Linked DNA regions of Mus musculus: regions 1, 2, 3 and 5 are each linked to region 4. The links are chromatin contacts, called in public Hi-C, HiChIP or PLAC-seq and promoter capture Hi-C maps. All regions are on one chromosome and are shown on one strand. Each heading gives the region's core, a stretch centred on a gene start, on an enhancer-like site or on the middle of the called end of the contact. The rest is flanking DNA. Distances are from core to core; before and after follow the strand shown.

Region 1 (5,313 bases), core at 2,137-4,636, 650 kb before region 4:
GCTCTGCCTCTAACCTATAGATGAGATATAAATTCTCAGCTATTTCTCCAGTGCCATGCCTGTCTGCCTGCTGCCATGCTCCTCACCATGGTGGTCATAGCCTCACCCTCTGAAACTCTAAGCAAGCCCTCAAGTAAATACTTTCTTTTATACATTGCCTTGATCTTTTCAGTAATATAAAAGTAACTATGACAGAATAACTCTCCTACCTTTCTGTCCATCTTTCTTTTGCTAAAAATGGACTTGGAATAGACATTCCAAGCACAGGACCAGCTAAGGACCTCCAGTGAAACTTGTGTCTCTTTGAACATCAGTGCCTTACTTATTAAATGATAATAATAGTACTTAGCTCATGGACTGTGTTTTCCTCACCGTCTGACCACCTGAATACTTGTGAGGCGTGGATACCGAGATGGTAAGCACAGAAAGGTGCTTTGCTGTTGCCCTAAAGGAGCTACTTCCATGCCCACAGTGAAGTCATCCTCATAGAGCATTCCCAGGGCATTTGGACTTATGTGACCAGTGTGATGGAGCCTCAGGGATGCTGAGCCATTTTCTGCAGAGTCCTTTCCATTTGTGAGCATTAAGCAATCATTTTGAATGTGTCCTGTGAGGGAGCAAAACAAACCTGCAAGGTAAAATTATTATCCCATCGTAGAGGTGAGGATGAAGAAACACACAGCCTACTTAGAGGTTTCTCTCCCAAGTCCTGGGAATGCCAAAGAACACTTGCATGATTGGGCTGTCTCTGGGCTCGACTCACATAGTTGTAGTGGTAGAAGATTCTTCTCAAAATTTGGGGTAGCCTCCTTCCAGGGTCTGGGACTTCATCAAGGATCTTTAGAAGTGCTCATCTGTGATTGGGTTACTTCACTCAGGATGATATCCTCCAGATGCATCCATTTGCCTAAGAATTTCATGAATTCATTGTTGTTAATTGCTGAGTAGTACTCCATTGTGTAAATGTACCACTCACTGATAAGTGGGTATTATTAGCCCAGAAACTTAGAATATCCAATATACAATTTGCAAAACACAAGAAACTCAAGAAGAAGGAAGACCAAAGTGTGGATACTTCGTTCCTTCTTAGAATAGGGAACAAAATACCCATGGAAGGAGACAAAGTTCGGAGCTTAGAAGGAAGGAAAACCAGCCAGAGACTGCCCCACCCAAAGATCCATCCCATATACAACCACCAAACCCAGACACTATTGCATATGCCAGAAAGATTTTTCTGACAGGACCCTGACATAGCTCTCTCTTGTGAGTCTATGCAAGTGCCTAGCAAATACAGAAGTAGATGCTCACAGTCATCTATTGGATGGAACACAGGGCCTCTAATGAAGGAGCTAGAGAAAGTAGCTAAAAGGGTATGCAACCTTATAGGAGGAACAACAATATGAACTAACCAGTACACCCCAGAGCTCGTGTCTCTAGCTGCATATGTAGCAGAAGATGGCCTAGTTGGCCATCACTGGGAAGAGAGGCCTCTTGGTTTTGCAAACTTTATATGCCCCAGTACAGGGGAACGCCAGGGCCAAGAAGTGGGAGTGGGAGGGTAGGGAAGCAGGGTGGGGGGGGGAGGGTATAGAGGACTTTTGGGATAGCATTTGAAATGTGAATGAAGAAAATAGCTAATAAAAATTGAAAAAAAAGTAAGTGAAGAATTCAGAATATGAAGCTTATTTAACCCCCCACCCCCACCTCACCCCCACCCCACCCCACCTCTCCCCAAGGCTCCCTAAGCTTCTGCTCACTTGTTTGAAGTCACTTTCTCTCTCCCAAGACGACCACTGTTTTAGGGATTCTATTGCCATGATGAAACACCACAACTAAAGCAACCTGGGAGGAAAGGGTTCATTTGGTTTACTCTTCCACATCACTGATCATCATAAAAGGAAGTCAGGACTGGAGCTCAAACAGGACAGAAACCTGGGGTCAGGAGCTGATGTAGAAGCCATGGAGGGGTGCTGCTTACTGCCCTGCTCATCCTGGCTTGTTCAGCCTTCTTTCTTATAGGACCCAGGACCATCAGCCCAAGTGCCACCCTCCCACATCAAACACTAATTAAGAAAATGCCCTAGGGACTGGAGAGATGGCTCAGCGGTTAAGAGCACTGACTGCTCTTCCAGAGGTCCCGAGTTCAATTCCCAGCAACCATATGGTGGCTTACAACCATCTATAATGGAATCTGATGCCCTCTTCTGGTGTGTCTGAAGATAGCTATAGTGTACTCACATAACATAAAATAAAATAAATAAATGTTAAAAAAGAAAATGCTAGATAATGCTATATAACTTATAAGAAAGAAAAAAAGAAAAAGAAAAAGCCCTACAGGCTGCAACCAGACCTATCTCTTGGAGGCATTTCTCAACTGAGCCTTTCTCCTCTCCAGTGCCTCTAGCTTGTGTCAGGTAGACATAAAACAAGCCAGCACAGTGATTATGCAGGCTTACGTGGAGGCTACGTTTTTTGTGGTTATTTGTAATATGTCAACTGAGTGTGCTTTGTAAGTGTCTGTTTAGGCTATTCTGGAATTTGAGCTCTATATAATGGACTCAGATAACACGGGGCAGTCTGTCTAGCTTCTTTGCCCCCACATTGCATGTGTGAGAGATTCTGTGTTGATGTCCCCAGTGTGGAACTTGATTCATTTCCTTTGTATAATCTGTTAAGATTTATGACCACACATTTTGTGAATTTTGCTTTTAATGAACATTTGGGTTGTTTTCAATTTTTAGCCAGATAGATAAAATGGCTAAGTTTTTTTTTTAATTCAAATATAAATGGTAACAATTTGCACTTTTCCTAAAAAAATGTATATATTCTGTATGTGTCTGTTGCTGTACTTAGCAAAACTGGTGAATATTAAGTATGTGTATATTCAACTTTAATAGATAAGGTCCATTGTTTCTTAGATCATATCAGAAAAAGCTGAATATTGCAGAATTTAAGCTTATTCTCTATGTCCTGGAAACTTGAATCTCATGCCTCAGAGTTCAAATTTCTCTATAGGCGAGTTCACGGTGATCAATGTGGCAGTACACTCACAGGTAATACAGACACACTCCTTTAGAAACAAATGATTGTATGTCTGTATAAGGAAAGGTGTTATAAATGGCTCATTAAGCTAGGCGGTTGGCCATTCTGGGAAAAACAGCTGTTGTAGGTGATGTATGACCAGGTTTCCTCTTGGGACCCGTTTCCACCATCCATTGAACTGAGACCTCTCATGAAGGGTTTAAGCTGCTGGAACCAGGGCCTGGAACTGATTTCTGGACACTAAGCCTTAGGCAATCCACTGTGACAGGGGTTGGGAGTGGACCATGTGCGGAGCTCAAGTGTTGGAACCTCTTCGAGGCGAGGCTCGTTGCTAAGCAACAAGGGAGCCGGGCCTTTCTTTCCCCATTTAGCTGGTAGAGCTGCCTGGGCCTCCTTGGGTGTTGGCAGTCTCTGGGTTATCTGGTCCTTCATCATCAGCTAGGGGAAGTTCTGGCCTTCCTGAACCAGCCAGGTAAGCAGAAGCTGTGGACAGGGTGCAGTAAATTCCTTTGGACTCTGGCAAGACTCTGATAATTGGCTGAGCTAGTGTTCCCACTTTCTTATCCACTTTGGTGGGTTCCAGTTTCACAAAAGTCGTGTCAAATCCGGGGTTGGCGCGTGATGGAGGCAGGAGTAGTTGATGGGCTTCTGTAGACTATAAGCTTGAGCTAAAGGAACATTTCTTTGGGTGAAACGGGCATGGACTGAAGAGGCCCCAGAGAACTTCCAGTAGAGGATGACTAGGCTTCGGGCCGGGGGCGGGGTGGGGGAGCAGGGGGATCGTGAAAAGGCGGGGTGGGGGTGGGGGATAGATGGAAACGAAGGTGAGGAGTTAAGATACCTGCGAAAAAGCTCAGAGTGCAGGGAATTAATGTCACCCGCTGACAGTCTCAGCCACCCTGAGCCAGGAGAGCTTGTTTTGAACAAACCTTAACTACAATTAGGCGAGAATGTGCAATGGAGTATAGCTAATTTCAGAATAGAGAACTGTTGGTCTTGAGTTTGGGAGTAAAGGAGATATTATGGAGCTTACTCTAAGGGTTCTTTGCTACTGAAGACTTCAGACAAAGTAAATCTTTTTGCAGATTTGTGTTAAGATGAACTTAAGGAATAGTCTTTTTTTTTTTTTTTTAGTATTCATATCTAAATATTTACAATTTGCTCTTTTCCTGTTTACACCTTTGAGTAGTGGCAAGATTTATAAGCACAAAGGTACAATCTACCTACTGAGGAGTCCACACAGGTATATTCACCTTTAGAACAATAGCTACAATCTGAATTTCCGACCCTTTCTGCTCACTCTGCCGTCCATCCACACCTGACTCTCCCCTCTAGCTCCGGCAGCCACTGAGTTCTGCTGTGTGACATTACAGAGGCAACTGTGTGCTCTAGAGTCTTAAGGAGACAGTATGTTCACTTTTGTCTGGCTTCATTTACTCAGGATGGTGGCTTGCCAAAGCCCTTTCCCCAGTTATCTAGTGTACTGTAGCAATGTGGGTTTTGTTACTTTGTGTTTGTGTTTAAGACAGGGTCTCACTATATAGCCTGGACTAACCTGACTGTGACCCCCTGTCTTTGTCTCCTAAGGGCAGGCTTCATAGGCATGTTCTGTCATGCTTGGCCCTGTAGTAAGTTTTGAAACCGGATACTGTAAATTGTCTAGATTTGTCTTCCCTTTTGAAATTATTTGGATGATTTTAGGACATTTGAACATATCGTAGAATTAGCTTGTTATTTCTGTTAAAAATGTCTGCTGGGGATTTATTTTTTTTTTTTTTTATTTTTTATTTTTTTTTTTTTTGCTATTCATAGATTAAAAGCCAACATAGTCTGCTACAATCTCCAGAGAATAAATGGGAAAGTTTGGTAAGTGCTGTCAGAATAGGTGGCTGACAGCCACACATTTCTAGCTTAGTATCAAAGCAAAGTAGAAACTGCTGCAAAGCAGAAAGGAAAAAGAAATCTGGAGTCCTTTCTGGAGGGGTTGGTATGGTCTAGGGAGTTCTCCTCTCCCAGAGACAGGAAGTGACCAGGCTACAGACAAATTCAGAAATTCTCTACTCTATTCTCAGTAATAGACATTTTAAAAGGAGGAAGGAAAAGAAAACAGAGGGAAAAGGGGAGACAGTTTGAGCTGAAATGAAAAAACTCTCTCCCAGCATTCTGCCTGAATAGCAACAAATGCCATGAAAAGCAATCAAGCAAACAAACAGAGACACAGTGAGAAACTATTGTCACAAATCCATATTGGTCCCAGGCCCCCAGTGCACC
Region 2 (5,225 bases), core at 909-3,408, 530 kb after region 4:
GAATGGATATTATTTCCCTTAGGAAAGCCATTGTTTCCCATGCCTTTGAGAAACAAATATCCATAAACAACCAAATATGACAGGGCTTGCTTGTAAACCTAGGTAAAGCACTGCACACTCCTAGAATCACTTCGGATGGCTGAAGCTCAGGAGGGTGGAATACACCACAGCAGCATGTGAATTATGCCCATTCATGCTAACCCACCAGGACCTAAAGCCTACACCTGTGTAAAAACTGGCAAGTTTGGGTTTCATACAAAAAAAAATCAATTTAGAATACTAAAATTGTTTTTGTTTGTTTTCTATAATGTGAACAGCTTTATTCAAATTATTCAATATTAGAGCAATATTTCAACACTAAGTGACAATTAATTCATCCTCATCATCTGTGTTTCTACTCAAAAAAACATGTAGAGAAAAGATATTCTGATTCCTGCATACCTTCAATTGTAAAAGGCCCTGTGAAGAACCCAGAGATATTACTTAAAGACAGTTCTGTTGACTCAAGTGTTTGTCAAAATCTGTGCTTTGACCTAGTCTGATGACCTGTGTTTTGCCACATTAGAACTGCATGCTATCTTCCAGCCACAGGTTCATTAGTGTTCATGATATTCAGATAGTTTTCAAAGTATTTTACACATAGAAATCTGTTTAATTCTCACACATCAATTAGGAACATGCAATTTTTATTGCTGGTTTTAAAGAGACCTGGGAGCAGGAAACTAGAAAGTACTACAGGGTAGAATGGACCCAGAGCCCTAGCTGGATCACAACAGTGGGCTATATTTGCTGTCAGTTCTACTGGAGGGGAGGAGGCACCATAGAGCTGCTTAAATGTATCAGAGAAGGAAAAGATAAATTCTGAGAAGGAGACATGCTGCAAAAACGAAATGAGTAATATCTAACTGTCCAAGTCCTCAAAGATGATCTGCCCAATGTCTCTGTCTCTGCTACAAAAACAGCATTGTCTTATATTCTGGTCTCATATCAGAGTAAGTATGTGGTGATGGAAGCCAAGAGGTGGTATACATTTACTCAAAAAAAATGGAAAAAAATGTAACAGCATAATGTCCCAAGGCCATCACATAATATCTATGCTACTATGTTGAAAATAACTAGCCTAGAGTACTAGCCTGGTCTACATTTCTGGCAGACATAGGGATTACTCAGAAGTGATAAACATCTCATTGCACCCTTTTTCTGCCCACCTACTTCAACACATTTGCCTTATTTGATTTAGATTTGGGAAACCTGAGAAGAATTTGATGGAGAAGGCCTGGTAGAAAAGAGAGGAGCCAGTTAGGTGACAATGATTCCACCCAATCTCATGGGCTTCTGACTCCTTAGGGAAAGGATAGAGACTTTGTAAGTCTCTGGGACACAGTTAGCTGTACTGGGAATCCAACTAAGTGTGGTCCAGAGATGGCAAAGATGGCTGTCTTAGTCAGGGTTTCTATTCCTGAACAAAACATCATGACCAGGAAGCAAGTTGGGGAGGAAAGGGTTTATTCGGCTTACACTTCCATACTGCTGTTCATCACCAAGGAAGAAAGGGCTGGAACTCAAGTAGGTCAGGAAGCAGGAGCTGATGCAGAGGCCATGAAGGGATGTTCTTTACTGGCTTGCTTCCTCTGGCTTGCTCAGCCTGCTCTCTTATAGAACCAAGACTACCAGTCCAGAGATGGCACCACCCACAAGAGGCCTTTTCCCCTTGATCACTAATTGAGAAAATGCCTTACAGCTGGATCTTGTGGAGGCATTTCCCCAACTAAAGCTCCTCTCTCTGTGCTAACTCCAGCTGTGTCAAGTTGACACAAAACTAGCCAGTACAAGCATACTCACATGGGAATGGAGATAGCATTTGTCATTCACGACTGAATGGTCAGCTTTAGGAAACTACTAATATATGGCACATACTTTATCATAATTAACAATATGCACTTGGTAAATATAAGAACTAATGGTGCAGACTAACCTTATGTGCACAGGGAGTACACATGACTCCAGTAGGAGTGAATGCTTTAATGTGTGAAGTCCAGGTTGACCTCTGATTTGGGTGTAGAATTGGCATAAAAATGCATGAGTGTGTTTTCTTTTTTAGATGATTTTCTCCAACACAGAGAAGAGCCATTATCAGTTGCTATTTTTACACCAAAGAGCGATGAAATTTAGTTGCTTACTTCATATAGGCAAGAACAGTTGCTATGGAAACAATGAGTGCCAAACTTGATTGTACAAACTTAAAAAAAAAAAAAAAAAAAAAAACAGCAAATGATTCAGTGCTTGCTTCCTACTGCTGGGTATTTATACTTGGTGCCAGGGGGCTGATCCCCTTGCCTGGTGAAATCCCATTACAGCACTTTGGCATAATGACTTACCTTTCAGAATAACATGACCAACATATTTGGAAATAGACTAGTTATCTTATTTACAACTACTGTTTCAAGCACATTTTTTCCTCTGGGAGAATTTTTAAGGTATCAGTTTAACTCTGAGAGCCTAAGTTGTAAACTCCCTGTGAATGGCACAGTTGAGCAACTGATAAATTTCTCACACACAGGCTGCACCTATCATCCAAAGCCACAGATACAGAGATGTTCTGCACAATTTCATAGGCTGAATTAAGACTGAAGTGTTATTTACTTATATAGCCCTGCCTTGCCTAATAAAGGGCTCTAGAATGTTTTCAAAATACTGGTTAAAGCAAGCAAGAGAGGAATGAGATAAAAAGAAAGTATTAGGTATTGGGGGGAGTAAATACATTTTCAGCAGGAATAAAGTTACTTTTTAAAAATGTTTGCCAAGACATTGCTTTTCCTTTTAAACTTCTGAATCTGGGAAATGTGTGCTTCTGACCCACCTCTTAGGAAATCCAAAGGAGAAAGTTGTTATAATATGTGATAATCCTCAGAGTCCATGTGGCAAAACCAAACTTAGATTCCTAGAAACCACAAGCACTTACTGTCCTAGTTTGCTTCTCTGTTGTTGTGATAAAACACTGACCATAACCAACTTGTGGAGGAAAAAGTTTACTTCAACTTACAGGTTAGTCTACCACTGAGGAAAGCCAAGGCAAGAACTAGAGTAGAAACAATGGAGGAATGTGGGAACTAAAAAGGGGCCTAGGGGAAGAGGGGGGAGGGGGACCCATGTCAGGCCAGAGTTCCACCTATGCTCTGGACAGGCAGACGTGGGAGGGCTGCCAGATGCTTTCCATTCAGCCCAGGGTAGGCATCTAAGCCTCTGACCCACTTGACAGGGGCTGGACAAGGGGCAGCTCTGACCTGGGGGCCCCAGGGCCACACCCTGTAGCCCAGGGGTTATGGGAGAGAGGGCTGAGGGAAGAGAGGTTCCCACACAGGCAAGAGTCTATGCAGCTAAACAGAGATAGTCTATAGTTTTAGAGCTTTATTGTAGAAATGCAGGGGTAAAGAGAAAAGGGAGGGGGGACCAGAGAGAGAGAGAGAGAGAGAGAGAGATAAAGAGAAAGAGAGAGTAAAAGTAAGAGAGGAGAGGAGAGGAGAGGAGAGGAGAGGAGAGGAGAGGAGAGGAGAGGAGAGGAGAGGAGAGGGAGAGGGAGAGGGAGAGGGAGAGGGGGAGAGGGAGAGGAAGAGGGGGAGGGGGAGAGGGGGAGGGGGAGGGGGACAGGAGAGGGGGAGGGGAGGGGGACAGGAGAGGGGGACAGGAGAGGGGGAGGGGGACAGGAGGGGGGACGGGGAGGGAGAGGGAGAGGAAGAGGGAGAGGGAGAGGGAGAGGGAGAGAGCAAGAGAACAAAAGAGTGAGAGAGCAGGGAGGGGCCAAACAGCCCCTTTTAAAGTATGCTGCATCTTTTCTGTTTCTAGGAAAATGGGAAGGAGTATAGCCTAAAGGTCAGAAGCTTGGGCCATTGCCTATGTGACTTCTAGCCATGCTTCTCTTGTGGGGACTGGGGGGGGGGGGGGGGGGGCTGGTAACTTAGACAGGAGCCAGAGTTCCAGGAGCATGAGAGAACGTCCATCCCATGTAGGTTAATTACCACCGGGTCCTGGGGTTCAGCATCTCAGCTCGACTAGAGACCAGCCTGTAGGTGCATAGCCCAATGCCCCACAGAGGAATAGTGCTATAGGCTTTCTTTCCATGACTTGTACAGCCAGTTTCTTATACAGTCTAGGCCCACCTACCCTACGATGGCACCACCCACAGTGTGATGGGCACTTTCACATCAGTCAATAATCAAGAAATACCCCAGAGACATGCCTGCAGGCCAATCTGATAGAAGCAATTCTTCAGACTCGATCTTCTCAAGTGCAACTAAGTTTGTGTGAAATTTGTCAAGCAAACTATAATTCACGCTAATGAAGAAATGAGAGATGTCTGTCATATGGTTTCCACAAAAAGGACACTAAGGTGACAAAAGTTTAAATTGGTGAGCAACTATCTCGCCAAAGACCATTGTGTGGGTGGGGACTAGCTGATTATTAAAAAAGGCAGAATGTCTTATTCATCCAAGAAAAAGGAATTGATAGCTCAGAAAACTGCAAGGCAATTATAATAACAATTAGTAATTAAGATCAAAACAATCTTATATTTTCTTTTCCAAATACTTTTTCATATATTTATAAAAGCAAAAACTTATAAAGCAAAATTGCACACAGGATTAATCCACACTTAAAGAAATTATGGGAATATTTTTCTGTCAAATCAAATAATAGAATATTGATATCCATGCCTACCCCAAAACATGCTGTTATGCTTAGTACATGATAAACCACAGCAATAAAAGCAATTATTTGCATGGGTCACTGTGGTTTATTAAAAGCTTTTATGTTTAATACTTCATTCTGTCACTTTATGACATAATCATGCAAAACGGAAAACTTAAGTGGAATGACTTCCCACTTGTAAGCTGATTTTAGACTCTAATTTAGTTCTAACTTCAAAATGAATATTCACTGCATTTCCTAATAATAACAAGTCAACCATATACCACATAACGTAGACACTTTTATAAGGGTATGTTCGATTTATAAGACATGATCTTAGTAGTGATACTGTACTATAAGTTCAAGATCTTGTTATCAAGAACACAAGAATAGAGAGCTGAGACTGTTTGAAACTAAAAGGAACCAGCAAAGCACAGCGACAGCCATAAAACTGAAGAAACTCTTTACCAGTAACACTTTTCCAGGGAGAAAGGATAACATCTAAAGTTTACAAAGAACTGTAAAAATTAAACACATAAAAA
Region 3 (5,516 bases), core at 2,586-5,085, 670 kb before region 4:
CCTTTCAGATGCAGCTGAGATTCGTGGGGTGCCAGGCCGTGAGCCGGGTGAGAGGGGGGTACAGATGCTAGCGCCCCTGGCCCGGAGCTTATGGGGGGCGCAGATGAAGACGCTGGAGACTTCAACTCCGAAGCGCCCCCTGTCGCCGTGGCCCCGCTGTGGTCCAGAGTCTGGGGGCTGGCGGCGGGCCCTGGGGCCGGCGCGCCCTCTAGCTGGCTAGCCTTTCCGTGCACACCCCGGTGAAGGGGTGACTCGGCGCTGGGGTTCCCCGGGCCTGAGGGGTCCTTGCGACTTTCTGGGCCCCCTTTGGAGCCGCCGCCCCCACTCCCACCTCCGGCCCCCGGCTGCTTCTCACACTTGAAGCGCTTTTGGCGGCGCAAGTAGCAGCCGTTCTCGAACATGTTGCCGGAGTCCGGGTGCAGCGTCCAGTAGGAGCCCTTGCCTGGCTTGTCCGGGGATCGTGCCACCTTGACGAAACAATCGTTGAAGGACAGCGAGTGGCGGATGGAGTTCTGCCAGCGCTGCTGGTTCTGGCGGTAATAGGGGAAGAGGTCCATGATCCACTGGTAGATCTCGCTCAGCGTGAGCATCTTGCTGGGCGCCTGCTGGATGGCCATCGTGATGAGCGAGATGTAGGAGTAAGGCGGCTTGGCGTGAGGGTAGCTGCGCTTGAATGTCTTGGCGTCGCCGCCGCCCCCCGCGCGGCTGCGGCCCAGGTTGGACGGCGCGTACGCCATGGGACTCATGCACGGGTTCATGGCGGCGGCGTAGGGACCCAGGCCGTTCATGGAGGTGGCGGGCTGCGCGCCCATGGAGCCCATGCCTCCCGGGCTCAGCGCCGTACCCATGGCCGTGACGCCCGCCGCAGTCATGCTGTTCATGGCGCCTGCAGAGGCCCCTGGCATGCCAGCCACAGCACCGGGACTCAGGCCGGCCCCTAAGCCCGTGTTGGCGTAGGACATGTTGAAGGAAGCCGGGGTCATGTTGCCGCTCGTGGTCATGGTGTTCATGGTCATGTAGGTGTTCATGGAGTTCATAGAGCCCAGGCCGGAGTTCATGTTGCTGACAGGGACAGAGGAGTAGGCCTGGAGCGGAGACAGCGAGGGAAGAGGCCCCGAAGGGCGGGGTTAGTAGTGTGCCCCAGAGTTTGGCTGGCCCAGGGTGAGCCCGGGGCGAGCTAACAGCATTTCTGCAAAGCTCCGGAACTCCCCAGCCAGGGCAAACTGTTAGGCGCCTTTTCCTGACCACGCAAAGATGGCTTACATAGCGGGGGCGTGGGGGAGAATCCTAGCGCTGCAAGCAGGAAAGATTAATGCTCACAGAAAATATGTCCCCGGGAAGATGCATAATCGCCTTACAAGCCTGGATCAGGGGCTGGCTTTTAAGGTCCCTTCATTTCATCCACGGCAGGCTAGATCCAAGGATCCAATCCCAGACCAGCCTAGACAACTTGCCTTTTGGCCCGGTCAATTTTGAAATTCCGAAAATAGAATTTATGTCGGAGCCCCTGCTTCTTCACTTCACCCACACAGGCCTGCTTGAGTGATCAACCGGGTACCAGCTAGACACCCACCCTGTGGAGGGCTGGCAGGCACCGCTGATCGCACATCGGGATGCATCGTGCTGGCTGCTGTTAAACTCTCACCCATATTGGCCTATTTGTCAATATGACCCTCCCTCCGTCCCAATTACTCATCTCCCAGCAACTGGCTTTGTCTTAAGAGTTGGTGCCAAAGATGACTTTCTGTTATTATATTTAGAAATGTTTTCCACCTACTTGTAACAATGATAGTATTTTAAAAAAGAAGCAAACTTATCAGTTAAATAAAGTTCTGGGAAAAAAAATAAAATGAAAAAAAAAAAAAAGCTGCACACCAGAACAACGCGGTGCATACAATTAACTTTAGCGTGACTTTGCATGTATAGCTCTTCACGCTATACAAAACCTCGCGTTAATTCTGTTACCTGTTTGTAGTCCTCTGGCAATTGAAAACTTTGGTAACACAATTCACACACACACACACACACACACACACACACACACACACACACACACACACACCCTGTAACCGATAGTTGCTGCTGCTCACACCAAAGCCTAGGCTTTAGAGCTATAGTTCGGACCAACTTAAAATTCCCAAGTGAAACTCTACTTGCTTTCTCTTAATGCTATTCTGCTTCCTAATTCTCAGCTTTGAGATGTAAGAAAGCTCTTTCTATGGGGGTCTTCTCTGGTGGGCCGAGGTGATTGCATCAAAATTAAACTCCTGAAAGTGGTCTGAGCGCCTACTAAAAGTTATCGGTAAGCGAAATCTCCATCCGTAGCAGTCGAGATAATAACTAGGTGGCTAAAAAACAAGAGTCCTGACGTATAACTGCTTATTTGGTAATCTAACAGAAAATATTGACGTCCTTAAATTTATGTTCATCAGCAAATGTAACTCCATGTGAAACTATAAGAGATGAATAGATTTCAAAAAGAAGACTCAAAAAAGAGATGGTTCCCAAAGAAACACAGAAACGAATAAATAAATCGCCGCGAAGGTCTTTTCGGACTCTGTACTTTTCTGTACAGATCTTAAAGTACTTTGGGATTTATTTCTAGTCCTCTCTCCAAGATCGCACGAGGCTTTCTCGGTAAGCGCTTTCGATAACGGTAATTACACTTTTGAAGGTAATCGGCAGCTGTTTCTAGAAAATACTTTCAATAGGTAGTGGCCCTGCCTGTACCTGATTCTCCTCGCAATGCTTTTGTGCACAATGTAAAATAAACCCAGTGAACATGCCACCAAGGGGACAATGAAGAGAAACAGGTTCTTGGCCCCGAGTTCTGGAAAAAGATTCTGTTCGCACTAGCGCCACCCAGCGGTCCTAGAGACGAACGAATAGACACTTTTCTACAAATGGCTTTTGAAGAATTAAGTTTTATAAAATTTAGAAATCATTCTTTACGAAAAACTCCAACTTCTGCAACAGATCATTTTTATCCAAAGACGTCGGCTAATTACATGGTGTGACCGAGAGGCCTCCCGGTAAGCGAGCACCGACTCTCTCAGTTATTCTTTACTCAAGCCAGAGCCCGCCTGCCCGCCCGCGGCTCCCGGGGCTGGGCTCCAGCCCCGGCTCTCTAGCGGGCAAAGACAAGTGCTTCCCTTCCGGAGCCCGTGTTTTCAAAGCCCAGAGTTTCCCAAAACTCTCCGCTGGTTGCAAGCGCCAGGACCCAGCGGGCAGCGGGCTGATCGAGAGGTCGGGTGGGGGCCACACTGGAAGCCGCGCCTCGGGCGAGCCGCCCCCACCCCGCCCGCCCCAGTCCGGGCAGGAGCCCACCTCGCCTGAGTCTCCCCGGACACCGACTCTGGGGACGCCCCACCGCCTCCCCGCCTCTCACCTCCTGCGTGTCCGCGTAGTAGCTGTTCCAGTCGTTGCTCTCATGCCCTTCCATCTTCACAGTCCCTAACATCCTGGAGCCAGCCCGGCCGACACAACCATCCAACCCTGTGCGGAGCGACGGGCGGGTGCGCTGCTCGGGGCGGGGGAGGGGCGCGGAGCCGCTGCGGTCACCGGAGCGCTCGAGGGCCCAGCGCCACCCGGGCGAGGAGGAAGCCCGGCGCTGCGGGGCGCGGCGTGCGCGGCGGCGGCGGCGCGGCGCGGCGGGAGGGGGCAGCGCCGGGGACAGGAGGCGGCCGCGGAGCGCGGCGCCCGGCAGCGCCTCCGCGGGAAGTGAGCGGGCGGCCTGTGCGAAGCGAGTGCAGTTGAGCTGATGTGGATCTTACGTCGCCGGAGTGCCCACCTCCTCGTCCTCTCCCCATTTGTCCGCCGCACAAAGACGCTCGCACCTACAAAGCCCGAGGTGCACCTGTGAGGCGGCCGCCCGCCAGTCCAGCCGCCGCGCCTCCCGCCCCGCCGCGCCAGCGCCGCGCGCCCCCCGCGCCCCTCCCGCCATCCCCTCCCCCAAACCTGGCCCTCACTTTGTTTACAAAGCAGTATAATTGGTTTAAGCCTCGCGGCTAGGGAAAGAGGAAAATAGGGCGGGTGTGTGTGTGACCCCCTTTGGAAAAGGAAAAAAAGAGAAAGAAAAGAAAAGGAAAAAAAAGAAGAAAAGGAAAAATAGGCGGTGCCTTGGAGGACAGGCCAGGGCTCTGGACCCAAAGAGCTGTGCTGCGGGAGAAGGACCTGGGTGGTGGCATCAGAGCTACAGCGCAAGGATCGTGCTCGCTGAATGACCCCGAGTTCCCTCCTAGAGGTGCTCACCACCCCCTGGACCTTACTACGACTCCGCTCTTGGTCCACTTGGCTCCTTTGCTCCCCTCATCCTGATTCTTGACCCAAAGTTCAACCCTGGAAGACTACCCCTACTTCCCGGCCTTCGGGGCTTGGAGAGGGGAAAAGCCCCACTTTTGCCTCGTCACTAGAAACCCAGTCATCTGAGTCAGCCGAGCAAAGTGACGTTAGGCCGACCTGGGCTCCTGGCGAGCAGAACGGAGGCGCTGCCACGAAACTCGTACCTGCGGCTAAGAGCAGGTGAGTCACAGCACCGTTTTATATTTTTATGACATAACTTTTTTTTTCCGCCTCAGTCCACTCCACTCCCCTTGTCAACTGCAGCGATCAGAAAGAGGAAGAAACTGCGCGCAGATGTTTGTGTGATAAGGCAGGCGGATCCTAGTCAAGCCTGCCTCTCTGCCGGGCTCCTCCTCCTCCTCCTCCCCCCCTTCTACAGCCTCTGGGACCAAGCTAGAGGCGACCGTCTGGTTTCTGATAGAGAAAGGTCAGGGGGAGGGGACATCTTCCTAAACACCGGCATAAACTGGGAGTGTATGGGCCTGGGTGCTGGAACGCATCTGCCACGCTAAATGAGGTGCCAGCCTGAAGCTGGAGTCAGCCCACAGAGGTGCCTGGTCGTCTCTGAGCTGGAAGAGCAGGGCTAGGCTATCAGACTCTCAAAAGGTCCTGGGTAGATGGGGAAAATTCTCCCCCACTCAAAGTCTCTCGCTTTCTTCCAGTTCTTCATAGTTAGTGGCTTGCCCTCGTATCCAGCGGAAAGAGACTAACCAAAGAGATTAGGCTAGACAGAGTGTGTGATAGGTTTGGAGAAGGTGCTTACCCCCCCCCCCATTGACTGCAAGTGTTCGTGAAAATGTATACTACCTCGTGCATTTCGAAGTAAGTGTGACTGTGCGGCCCTTCCTGTGTGTTGCTCCAGTCTGTAGGTATACTAGATTTCCATTAGAAACAATCAAGTTAACTTTAAAGTCACCAAGAGACTAAAATATTCTTGGTTTGCAAAGCTTTTTTTTTAAGGTAATTAATCTCATGTGAAGGAATGTGTTTTCACTTGTCTTCCAAATAGATTACCCCCCCCCCAACACACACACACTCCGTGCTTTGTTCTTTTAAATCTTTCTTCCCTGAAATCTGGCAAGAGAATCAGGTTAAATCCTTGAACCAAATAAATCTCTTAGATCAGTAGGAGAGCAGAGAAGGTGAAGATGTGTAGTTAAGGAAATAAAAAAAAA
Region 4 (5,518 bases), core at 2,635-5,134:
TGAGTGAGTTTGCTAAGACTGGTGATGAACTTCACCACAGGCTGCCCAGGCTGCTGTGAAGTGATTGGGCATCCCTGGGAGATGAAATCTAGGGTTTCTGCCTAGCCAGATAGCCATTTTGAGCCCTAGTAACTTTCTTATTAGACTGTCATCTCATTAACTGCTTCATGGCAGATGGTCCCCAAGTGCCACATCCTCTGCTTTGGGCCATATTGCTGAGTGGTTCTCACCCTTACACTCAGCTTGTGCCCATCTGCCCAAACAGGTGTTTGCAAACATGCCTCTGAGGATGTGAGTACAAAGTGTGTTCCAGGAAGTAGGTTGGCCCCTGGAATGCATTAGAACATAGGTTCCAACTGAAAACACCACATTAGCAATTTTTTTTTGACAGACACAGAGTTTGAGCTTCTGATAATTACTGTTTCGCCAAACCAACCGAGACTAGGGGCTGCAATTAAAAAGAAATGATCTTCCATGTATAATGGCTTCCACACTGCGTGATACTATTAAATAACCATCATTAGCTACTAAAGTATGTATCGTTCCTTTCTCAGATCCCTTTTCTGCCAAGAAATTTAAGACCAAGAATGATCAATGAAGAATCGTCAGCATTATAATTGTTGATATAGGTCATCACCAAATCAAAAAAATTCAGAATGATTTAGATGTATGCAGAATTGTAAATGGTAATATTATGCAGACATTGAAATTCTTCTTCTAAAGAGCCACACTTACTTATAGACAATTTATGGGCCAGTACAGAAAAGACTTGTTAAAAATGAAGAACATTTTTTAAGGCTTTAAAATAAAGAACAAGGGGGGTTAGGATAATTTCCTGAGTATTGTGCTAGGTTCTGGAAACAGAAAGCTCAGTAAAATAGTTTCTCTTCTCAAAAAGCTTCTATAGGAAGGCACAGACAAAGAGGCACAAACCCACAGTGCAATGTGATGGATTTAATAATCAAATGGGTACTGGGGGGGAATTATGATGACGGAGGAAAAAAGTCTGCTTGAGAACCTACAACTTCCTGCTTGGGTCTTTTCTTTCTTGTCTTCCCAGAAAACACCCTTTTCTTCCCTTTACAGATGTTTATAGTGTGAGAGAGGCACAGGAAGAGTGGCCACCAGAGACGTGAGAACTTGAGGACCAGTACCTTTTCAAGGCCTTAGACACATCAGTTAAAGTGTTAGATAAGAAGGCTCTTGTGTCCTAACTTCACATTACATGGCTTAGTCCAGAAGTACCATGTATTTTATGTGCTTGTAAGGTAGAAGGAGTCACAGATATAGGGATAAGACACACTCGACTGAAGAGATTTGGTAAAACGACACAACTTATATCCAGCTCAAACAGTCTACTTATTGATGTAAAATTCACATAAAATTCACGATTTTGTCATGTTAAGTATATCATTCAAGTGGGTTTGGTATAGATCCACTCTTCTGAAGCGCCATTGTTAAATGCTAAAATGCTTCCCTTGCCTCAGAAGAAACTTCAAGTGGTCCCTCTCCAGCTCCTTCTCCCTCTAGCCACTGATGATCATTAATCTACTTCCTGTCCCAATATGTCTGCCTTTTCTAGACTACTCAATATGAACTGAACCAAGTAACCGTTGCCCTTGGAGTTTTCAAACTGTCTTCTAAGTTCACCAATAGCATATTGTCAGTAATATTTTACTGATTGATGTACCATATTTTTGTTCACACATTCATCAACTGGTAGAAATTTGGGTTGTTTCTTTTCTTTATCTTCTCCCACCCCGATACCTGATTTCAGTTTTGAGGGGCAAAGGACAGAGGTGGAGATACTGGGTCACAGAGTTTGTGAAAGATCAAACTCGCTTGTAAAAGTAGGCCTTGTGATGGATGCTATGTCTACCAGCATGTATGAGTGATCAAGTGTTTCAAATGAGTGATCCTTGTTTACATTTATATTTTTTTCCTTTAAAAAAATTATAGCTGTCCTATTGTCAAGCTCTTTTATGAATAAATAGTCCATCATTAGAACCTCTTCACAATCAGGAACAGACACACTTGTCTGCTTTCCTTCATTCGTATGTAAAGTCGTAACTTAGTTGAAAGAAGTTTTTTCTTCTAAGATGAGTTGCAGAGTGAATTTAATGAAATTCTGACAACAAAGCTGCCTTTCATAAACTCCCACCCCCACCAATGATCAAACCCCAACCACCATGATCAAAGCCAATGCCTCTAAATAGTGACCTTTGAAAAACCAGCCCAGAAATGCAGCCAGGTGCCTTAAATCAGTGGTTGGCAAAGGCACTGAAATCTCATCAAGGGTTGGCTAGGAAAATATTCCTCTCAGAAAAATCTCAGTTTTGTTTTGTTTTTACCCCAATATACATTCCCTGCCTCCTCTATGTATGCTGTATTATTTATTTGCTATTTATTTATTTATTTTTATTTACTTATTTATTTATTTATTTATTGAAACATAACTCCCTCCCCTCCATTTCACATTCCACTTCAGGTAAGGTGGTTTGTTTAGGTAAAGCAATGCATTCCACAGCCCCAGTCCTATCAAATCTCCCCTTCTACTCAAACATTTTTTTCTCATGAATAATTCAGTGTCTGTTGTACGCACTCCGAGGGAGTCTGTGGTCATTGATTGCGATCTGACTGCTCTGCCGTCATGGACAGTACACGTGATTATTTCTCTCCAAGCACTGCTTCGTTTGAGAGACTGGAGCACCCATGTGTAGGCGGTTGCTGAGAGTAAACAACAAGCCATTAAGGTATAAGCGTTTTGCTTTTGATGCGGTGTCCAGATTTGCACATTCTAGATTGTCCGGTATGAACAGCTTCTGTAATTCTAGTTCCCAATGTGCCCCTCTTGGTGGAGATGTGAGAGGGAGACTGAGGAAGATAAGCAGTTGCAAGCAGCAAAGCTCGAGTGAGCACTGGACTGCAGCAGGCCAGTCTTCCTGGCCATGCTTCAGGCTAAGACTTGCAGGGATTTCCTGGAAGGAAACAGCATTCATGAAACGGAATAGGTGATTGAATCCTTTGACAGAAAGTGACTGTAAGGCCAAAGAGTCCCTAAGTTCGGAGTCCTGGGAACTCCAGGGTCCCTTAAATATCAACATCCATTCTTTCTCAAACAAAAGCCTGCAGTTCCTAGACTAGGGATGGGAATTGTAGGTTGAGGAGCTTTGGACCTGGGATCTTAATATCCATATCTTAATGGTTTCGGCACTTGGGACACAGAGGGGTCATACCTCAAGGCCCTAGTTTTCCTTAGGGTTCCATGGAGGAAAGCTTGAATGCCTTGCCACTGATCCCAGGCTTCCATCAGTTGCTCAGCCAGCCACTCATAGATTAAGAGTTGGCACACCTGCCTGTTCAGGCCTTGGCGCTCTCCACTTCCATCCCCCCACCCCGCCAACTCTCCAGGGTACAAAGTACAGCCTGGACGCGCGGGCACAGCTGTTCCAAGCCGCGCAGCCTAATCTTTCCCTAGTGAACACCTACATGGATTTCCAATACGGCGCCAGGCAGGTTCCTGGGGCAGTGCCAGCCTCATCCTGAGCTCTCTGCCCCTCATCCTGATTTCTGCTGTTGATATTCCTAGGGGAGGTGGATGGGGCTCAGAGAACTACATGCTTTGTTAGAGAGTCGCAATGGTTCACTCAGTTCCCCTGAACACTCCCTGCTGCAGAGTGGAGGGCTACGGATGTTGTAACTCAGCATCCCTTAACACACCACTGTGGTCCTTCGTGCTCATACCGCTATTGGCTTAGGTCTAGTTTCCACCGCTTAGTGTTTGCGTGGGCACTTGTGCAGCGGCCAGCCCCAAAGGCAGTTGGACCTTGCAAAGAACGTCAGAGCGCCGCCAGACCTTACAAGCACTTTGCAAGGGCCATCTGGAGACATCATTGACTTGGGGATCTGAAGGCCTGAAATCTCCAGGTACAGGTTTAAAGAACTGGCAAGCAGGAAAGGAGGTAGGTGTTCAGGGTCCTGTCCTGGAGAGTGGCTTAGGGACAGGTGGAGTCGCCCCCATCACCAGAAGAGAGCAGCAGCAGAAAGAAATGAAGAACTCCAGACATAAATGTCTGGGGTTTGCTTCAGTCTTTACTTAGAGTAGGAGTCGGGTGGAAAGGGGCAGAATCTACATTCTTGACTGGCACCTACCCATTTGAAATGTAGAGAAACTCCTCAGGTCTGTCCTAGGAATGCCTGAAGATGCTGTGAGAGAAATCTGAAGCAATCTTTGAGTTGAGCTTAGAGGGGACTAGAAATGGGGGGGAGCGATGACGGTGGGGGAATAAACCACCTATGTGCCCCCCCCCGCCTGCTTTTTCGTAGCTGCTGACGCGATGGTGCCGCTTATTAATCATTCATCAGTCCAGAGCCTTTCCACTTAATGGATGTGCCGCGCTGGGCTCTAGCCTCTTGGCCTCTCCTCTCCACTCTCCAGTGTGCCCAGGACCCCCGGAGCTGCAAGAGAGACAGCGCTCAAGCAAGCTGCCGCTGGGTGATGCTCCCGGCGGCCTCAGTCGGAGCCGCGCTCGCCACAGCTGCTGCGCTCTGCCGGGTGGCGCCAGGCGGCGGTGAGCTGTGAGCTTGGAGCCTTGAGCCTAGGGAGGGCGCAGACAGCAAGGGCGCAAGGTGAGCGCCCCAGCCGGCAGCCGCACCGGCCCACTTCAGCTGGGATGTTCCCCAATGGCACCGCCTCCTCTCCCTCCTCTTCTCCAAGCCCCAGCCCAGGCAGCTGCGGGGAAGGAGCCTGCAGCAGGGGTCCGGGGTCCGGCGCTGCGGACGGCATGGAAGAGCCTGGACGAAACGCTTCCCAGAATGGGACCTTAAGCGAGGGACAGGGTAGCGCCATTCTCATCTCTTTCATCTACTCCGTGGTATGCTTGGTGGGACTGTGTGGGAACTCTATGGTCATCTATGTGATCCTGCGCTACGCCAAGATGAAGACCGCTACCAACATCTACATTCTAAACCTGGCTATTGCTGATGAGCTGCTCATGCTCAGCGTGCCCTTTCTGGTCACTTCCACGCTGTTGCGCCACTGGCCCTTCGGCGCGCTACTTTGCCGCCTGGTGCTCAGCGTGGATGCGGTCAACATGTTCACCAGCATCTACTGTCTGACTGTGCTTAGTGTGGACCGCTATGTGGCTGTGGTGCACCCGATCAAGGCAGCGCGCTACCGTCGGCCCACTGTGGCCAAAGTAGTGAACCTGGGCGTGTGGGTCCTGTCATTACTGGTTATCTTGCCCATCGTGGTCTTCTCACGCACCGCAGCCAACAGCGATGGCACGGTAGCCTGCAACATGCTCATGCCCGAGCCCGCCCAGCGCTGGTTGGTGGGCTTCGTCTTATACACATTTCTCATGGGCTTCCTGCTGCCTGTCGGGGCCATTTGCCTGTGTTATGTGCTCATCATTGCCAAGATGCGCATGGTGGCCCTCAAGGCTGGCTGGCAGCAGCGCAAGCGCTCAGAGCGCAAGATCACTCTAATGGTGATGATGGTGGTGATGGTTTTTGTCAT
Region 5 (5,002 bases), core at 1,036-3,535, 860 kb after region 4:
ACATCTCTCCAAGGAACTTGGAATCATTGTTTAAAACTACCACTACATGGATTTGCTTGTTTTCCTAATAATCCCTTCTAATATTTAAATTCATTTATGTCGTTCGTCATATAAAGGAAACCTAAACATTCCACTTAAAAGCCACGCATGCTGGTATGGGTGTGGACTCGCAGAAGTTGGGGAACAAAAGCAGAGACTTTCAGCCGTGAAGGGACAGATGTAAGGCACTGACCCACTATCACTCACAGCAGCCTGGAGGAGTTTCATAATCTTTTAAAAATATTTATTTTTAATTATTTTATGTGCATGAGTATTTCACCTGCACGTGTATATATGTACTCTTCGTGTGTCTGCTCGCCATGAAAGCGAGAAGAGGTTATCGGGTTCCCCTGACTGGAGCTATCGGTGGTTGTAAGCTGCCCTGAGGGCGATAGGAACCACACTCAGGCCCTCTTGGAAAACAGCCAGTTAGATTAACCACTGGGTCATCTCTCCAATGCCAAACATTTATTTTATTCCTGAGTGTGTGTGTGTGTGTGTGTGTGTGTGTGTGATATGTATTATAAATATATAAATAGATGGGAGGGGACACCTGGGTTCAGTTCCCAGCATCAACATTAACCTTGTCTGTAACTCCAGTTCCAGTGATCCCACCCCCCACTTCTGGTCTCTAAGGGCATCATGCATACATGCATGTAGTTGCACAGATAAACATGAGGGCAAAATACCCATACATGCAAAATAATAGTAAAATTTAAAAGATCCTATCTTTTATGTATAGATAACTCAGTGAAACCTTGTTTACAATTAGAATTAAATAATTTTTAGACTTAATTGCTTTTTACCAAAGAAAAAATCTTGGTTTTCTATATTGCTTCCTGCTAATATGCTATACACCTTCAAGCTTCTTCAAAGATATTTCCTGTCACCCTCTCCTTTTCTCCCTTTCTCTCTCTCCCTCTCCCCCTCCCCACCCTTCTCTCTGAGGGGGAGTAAGTATTTCCAGACAGGATTCTCTGGCTGTCCTGGAACTAGCTCTGTAAACCAGGCTAATCCACCTGCCTCAACCTGTCATGTGCTGGGATTAAAAGGCATGTTACCACCTGACTTTTCTCTTCTTCTTCTTCTTCTTCTTCTTCTTCTTCTTCTTCTTCTTCTTCTTCTTCTTCTTCTTCTATTTCTTCTTCTTCTTCTCCTCCTCCTCCTCCTCCTCCTCCTCCTCCTTCTCCTCCTTCTCCTCCTCCCCTTCCCCCCTTCTTCTTTTTGGTTTTGGTTTTATTCAAGACTGGGTTTTTCTGTGTATCCTTGGCTGTCATGGTATTCGTTTTGTAGATAACAGGTGCTGTTAACATTGATAAGATAATGAAATTCTTCCTCACCTATCCAGTTATGAGCCTCCACACAAATAGCATACAGGATAAGACCAAGTTACTGTTACTAAAAACAAAACAAAAATTCTTGTTCCTTTTCAGGGAGAAAACTTGTAAGGATTTGACCTTTGCATTTGTGTAACATTTTTCCGAACTAAAACGTGTACCTCTATGTCAAGTACAAAACCAGCGTCCATATTGGCATTGTGGGTAGGGCAAAGTGGAATCCAGAAAATACACACAGGAAACCACTGGCAACTTCTCCAGACCCTCTATTATACCCGCAGGCATTAGGCCCTGCTGGAAACAACTTTGCTCAGGATCAGAATATAAATTGCCTCTTCATCGAGATCTGACGACCTGTTGGACCTAGGTCCGCAGCCTCAATTTCCTTATCATTAAGCACCATCTCATTCAAGTTTCTAGTTTTTAACGACTAAGGCACGCAAAGCGATTCTCAGTGTCCACAATAACTATTAGCTGTTAGGATGAAGACTCCTGGTGGTTCAGTTCACTAATGGAAGACAGCCTGCGCCTCCCTGCACTCTGGGCATGCGCAACAGCCATTATTTGCCATGCCCTTTTCTGATTAAACCTCTTGGGGAAGGAAAAAAAGGATGTATAGCCTCTTCCGTCCCATGGGAAGAGTTTAGGCGCACTATGAAGTCAGCGACATGTCAAGTTTAAGAGGATGCCTTTGCAGACCCCCGAGATTGGATCTATCACACCGACGTAATCCCTCCCCGCTCTGCGCAAGCAGCGGAGCGCAACCACGGCAGGCGGCGAGGGGAGGAGCTGAGTGACTTGCCGGCTTCTCATTGGTCCAGAATCACGGATCGACAAGCTTCTTCCCCTTCCGGTCCTCGGGTGGTCCAGGCCCGAGAAGAAGCCCGCGATCATTGGCTGGGGCCGGCTGTCAGTCCTTCCGCGTGGAGCGGCGGGCGCGGTGCGGCGCTGCGCGGCCTGGAGAGCGGTCGCGAAGCCTGCTGCAGAGAGAAGATGGCGGTCGCCGTGAGAGCTTTGCAGGAGCAGCTAGAGAAGGCCAAAGAGAGCCTCAAGAATGTGGACGAGAATATCCGCAAGCTCACCGGGCGGGACCCGAATGATGTGAGGTACGGATCGGACGGAACCCCAGAGGTTGGCGAGGTCCGGGGCCTCGGGGCCGGGCGCACCCGGGACAGAGGGCAACCGGCCGCTTGTGGGCCGACTGGGGTCAAGGGGCCCGTTTCCCGGGCGGCGGGCGAGCCCTCTGCTCGGCTAGGCGGGGAGACGCCATGCCTGCGCCTAGGGCACTGGGTGCGAGTGCTTGCGAATGGAAGGAAGGCCCGCCCGGCTGCCCGGCGTGGTTTCCGCGCCCCCGGGAAGGCCGAGACCACGGCTTCCCGCCCTTGGCGCTGCAGGCCCGGAACTGCAGTACAAAGCCCCTTTCCACCCCTGCGGCTCCGAACCCTTGTCAAGTCGGAGACCCCCGGGGGAAGCAGTGGCTGCCTCTCCCTGCTGGCTTGGGTGTCCTTCCCTTGAGGTTGGCAGATAGGACCTGACCCAGACTTATTAATATGTAGCAGTCTCGAGATACATATATTTTCGTAACGGTGGTCTTGGGGAAGCAAGAAAGAGGATTTTAATGTTTGGTTTCGAAGAAGTGGATCTGAAACGGTCATTTTAGAATTATTTGTGTTCATTTCTACGTAGTGTGTACCTTAGTGTGTGGAAGTATATGAAGCCCTCTCATGTGTCTGCATAGGACTTTTACACTGATTATAATTCTTTTTTAGGCCCATCCAAGCCAGATTGCTGGCCCTTTCTGGTCCTGGTGGAGGTAGAGGACGAGGTAGCTTATTGCTAAGGTAAGGAGATGATAACTGCCTTGTTTCTAATAAATGTATTGCAAAAGTAGAGGTTGGAGAATATTAGAACAGTTTCATATGCACTACACTTGGGAGGCAGAGGCAGGCGGATTTCTGAATTCAAGGCCAGCCTGGTCTACAAAGTTACAAAGTGAGTTCCAGGACAGCCAGGGCTATACAGAGAAACCCTGACTGGGGGGTGGGGGTGGGGGGGGGACAGTTTCATATAAACTTAACTGTTTTTAAGTTCTGTTAAGGCTTTTGACATCTAAGAATGTAATTGGTGGTAGGGTGTTGTTCATGTAATTGTTTGCTTAAGTTTGCTTCACTTGTGTTTTTCTTCTTTATGAAATCAACTAAATTCTCTAGTCGACTAGAAATACCAGTTTCTGCTAATGTTTCTCGAGCTTTAGGTTGGATGTTTCTCATTGCAGGCGTGGATTCTCAGATAGTGGAGGAGGACCCCCAGCCAAACAAAGAGACCTGGAAGGGGCAGTCAGTAGGTATGGTTTCAAAAGATGTCTGGAGAGTCAGTACCCATCTTGTTTTCTGGGACACTACAGATATTTCTATGTCATTGGGATTGATTTGAACTGGGCTAGCCCAGTTTACAGAACTCAGTGGGATTAGAAGTAACACGTTCTGTTTTGTACTTTAAAAAACACCAAGAAACGTTTGGATATGAGAAGAGAGCAAAGCTTGGTTTGGAGCATCTTGCTTCCACCCCTCCCCCACCCCCCATAAGAAAGTGGTAAATGCGATATAAACTCAGTAGAATATGCCTTCTGGAGATGAGCATTTGAACACCCATTCACCTTTGATTGATTATGCATTTGATTCCATAGTGGTCATTTCAATTCTTTCTCCCGTGCTAGGCTGGGTGGGGAGCGTCGGACAAGAAGAGAATCACGCCAGGAGAGCGACCCAGAAGACGATGATGTTAAAAAGGTATTGAAATTAAATATTAGAGGATGAACACAACTCTTAGTGTGCTTTGAAAAGCATGATAGCCCAGAACAAGAAATCATTGATCCTTTCTTCTCTCTTACAGCCAGCACTGCAATCTTCCGTTGTAGCTACCTCCAAAGAGCGCACGCGCAGAGACCTTATCCAGGATCAAAACATGGATGAGAAGGGGAAGCAAAGGTGCCTGCTCGGCGCCAGGGGGAGGGGGTGGAAGGCTCGCACTCAGCAGACGAGACGCTTGCTTACAGGACCTCTCAGACAGGGCATGCACACGTTCATTTTCCTCTTATGTTTCTTAGGAACCGACGAATATTTGGCTTGTTGATGGGCACTCTTCAGAAATTTAAACAAGAATCTACTGTTGCTACTGAACGGGTATTGGTGCCTTTTTTTTTAACTTTTTCTCTTCCTTGCTTTACCTCATTTACTCATTACCAAAGAGGAGATTAATGTTATACAGTGCAGGTAAGGGTGACTCAACAGAGACCTGCCTTCTTTGCTTCTGGGTACTGGAATTAAAGGTATTAGCCACCATACCTGGCTTTATAGTAGGTTTTTGCCTTTACTTGATGTGACTGGGTGTAGCATATATATATATGTCTGTACACCCTATGTGTACAGTGCCTTTGGAGGACAGAAGGGAGCCCAGGTTTTTTTTGTTGTTGTTGTTGTTTATTTGTTTGTTTGTTTATTTTGGTTTTGAGACAGGGTTTCTCTGTGTAGCCCTGGCTGTCCTGGAACTCACTCTGTAGACCAGGCTGGCCTCGAACTCAGAACTCTGCCTGCCTCTGCCTCCCGAGTGCTGGGATTAAAGGCGTG

The links. Promoter capture Hi-C pulls out the DNA fragments that hold promoters and counts their contacts. Hi-C and Micro-C count contacts between places; a contact is called where the count stands out from the background. HiChIP or PLAC-seq counts read pairs in DNA pulled down with a chosen protein or histone mark.
Region 1: a promoter capture Hi-C map of liver shows a contact between it and region 4, with 2.5 times the contacts expected there. The contact joins the promoter of Ttc6 here to the promoter of Sstr1 in region 4. A contact is called at or near these places in 7 of 39 promoter capture datasets (embryonic stem cells, frontonasal cranial neural crest, hematopoietic stem and progenitor cells and 2 more), 5 of 484 Hi-C or Micro-C datasets (differentiating embryonic stem cells and embryonic stem cells), 3 of 115 datasets of contacts at active chromatin or transcription factors (embryonic stem cells and stem cell-derived neural progenitor cells) and 1 of 9 other capture datasets (embryonic stem cells).
Region 2: a Hi-C map of cortical neurons shows a contact between it and region 4, with 4 times the contacts expected there. The contact joins the enhancer-like site here to the promoter of Sstr1 in region 4. A contact is called at or near these places in 5 of 39 promoter capture datasets (the 3T3-L1 cell line, embryonic stem cells, hippocampal neurons and 2 more), 1 of 484 Hi-C or Micro-C datasets (cortical neurons), 2 of 115 datasets of contacts at active chromatin or transcription factors (embryonic forebrain and stem cell-derived neural progenitor cells) and 1 of 9 other capture datasets (embryonic stem cells).
Region 3: a contact with region 4 is called in an H3K27ac HiChIP or PLAC-seq map of embryonic stem cells, with 8 times the contacts expected there. The contact joins the promoter of Foxa1 here to the promoter of Sstr1 in region 4. A contact is called at or near these places in 8 of 39 promoter capture datasets (cranial neural crest, embryonic stem cells and liver), 22 of 484 Hi-C or Micro-C datasets (differentiating embryonic stem cells, embryonic stem cells, epiblasts and 1 more), 8 of 115 datasets of contacts at active chromatin or transcription factors (embryonic stem cells, forebrain and stem cell-derived neural progenitor cells) and 1 of 9 other capture datasets (embryonic stem cells).
Region 5: a promoter capture Hi-C map of hippocampal neurons shows a contact between it and region 4, with 2.9 times the contacts expected there. The contact joins the promoter of Pnn here to the promoter of Sstr1 in region 4. A contact is called at or near these places in 3 of 39 promoter capture datasets (cranial neural crest, hippocampal neurons and second pharyngeal arch cranial neural crest).

The regions. Positions count from the first base shown.
Region 1 is chr12:57,560,729-57,566,041 of GRCm38.p6, forward strand. It overlaps Ttc6 (tetratricopeptide repeat domain 6), which reads left to right and starts at 3,387. Exons shown (of 32, transcript NM_001312644.1): 1 at 3,387-3,514.
Region 2 is chr12:58,741,798-58,747,022 of GRCm38.p6, forward strand. No RefSeq gene overlaps it. Among named protein-coding and RNA genes, the nearest start is that of Gm40427, 230 kb to the left of the region's middle. Within about 2 kb of position 2,159, at least 7 of the 459 cell types and tissues checked have an H3K27ac peak or open chromatin away from gene starts, as enhancers often do. A contact at or near this core is called in cortical neurons, where this site is marked.
Region 3 is chr12:57,542,276-57,547,791 of GRCm38.p6, forward strand. It overlaps Foxa1 (forkhead box A1), which reads right to left and starts at 3,836. Exons shown (of 2, transcript NM_008259.4): 1 at 3,389-3,836; 2 at 1-1,085. The coding sequence starts at 3,460. It also overlaps a transcript of Ttc6 not described here.
Region 4 is chr12:58,207,920-58,213,437 of GRCm38.p6, forward strand. Sstr1 (somatostatin receptor 1) reads left to right here and starts at 3,885. Exons shown (of 2, transcript NM_009216.3): 1 at 3,885-3,962; 2 at 4,327-5,518. The coding sequence starts at 4,674.
Region 5 is chr12:59,064,634-59,069,635 of GRCm38.p6, forward strand. Pnn (pinin) reads left to right here and starts at 2,286. Exons shown (of 9, transcript NM_008891.2): 1 at 2,286-2,482; 2 at 3,146-3,217; 3 at 3,652-3,720; 4 at 4,093-4,165; 5 at 4,269-4,363; 6 at 4,483-4,558. The coding sequence starts at 2,370.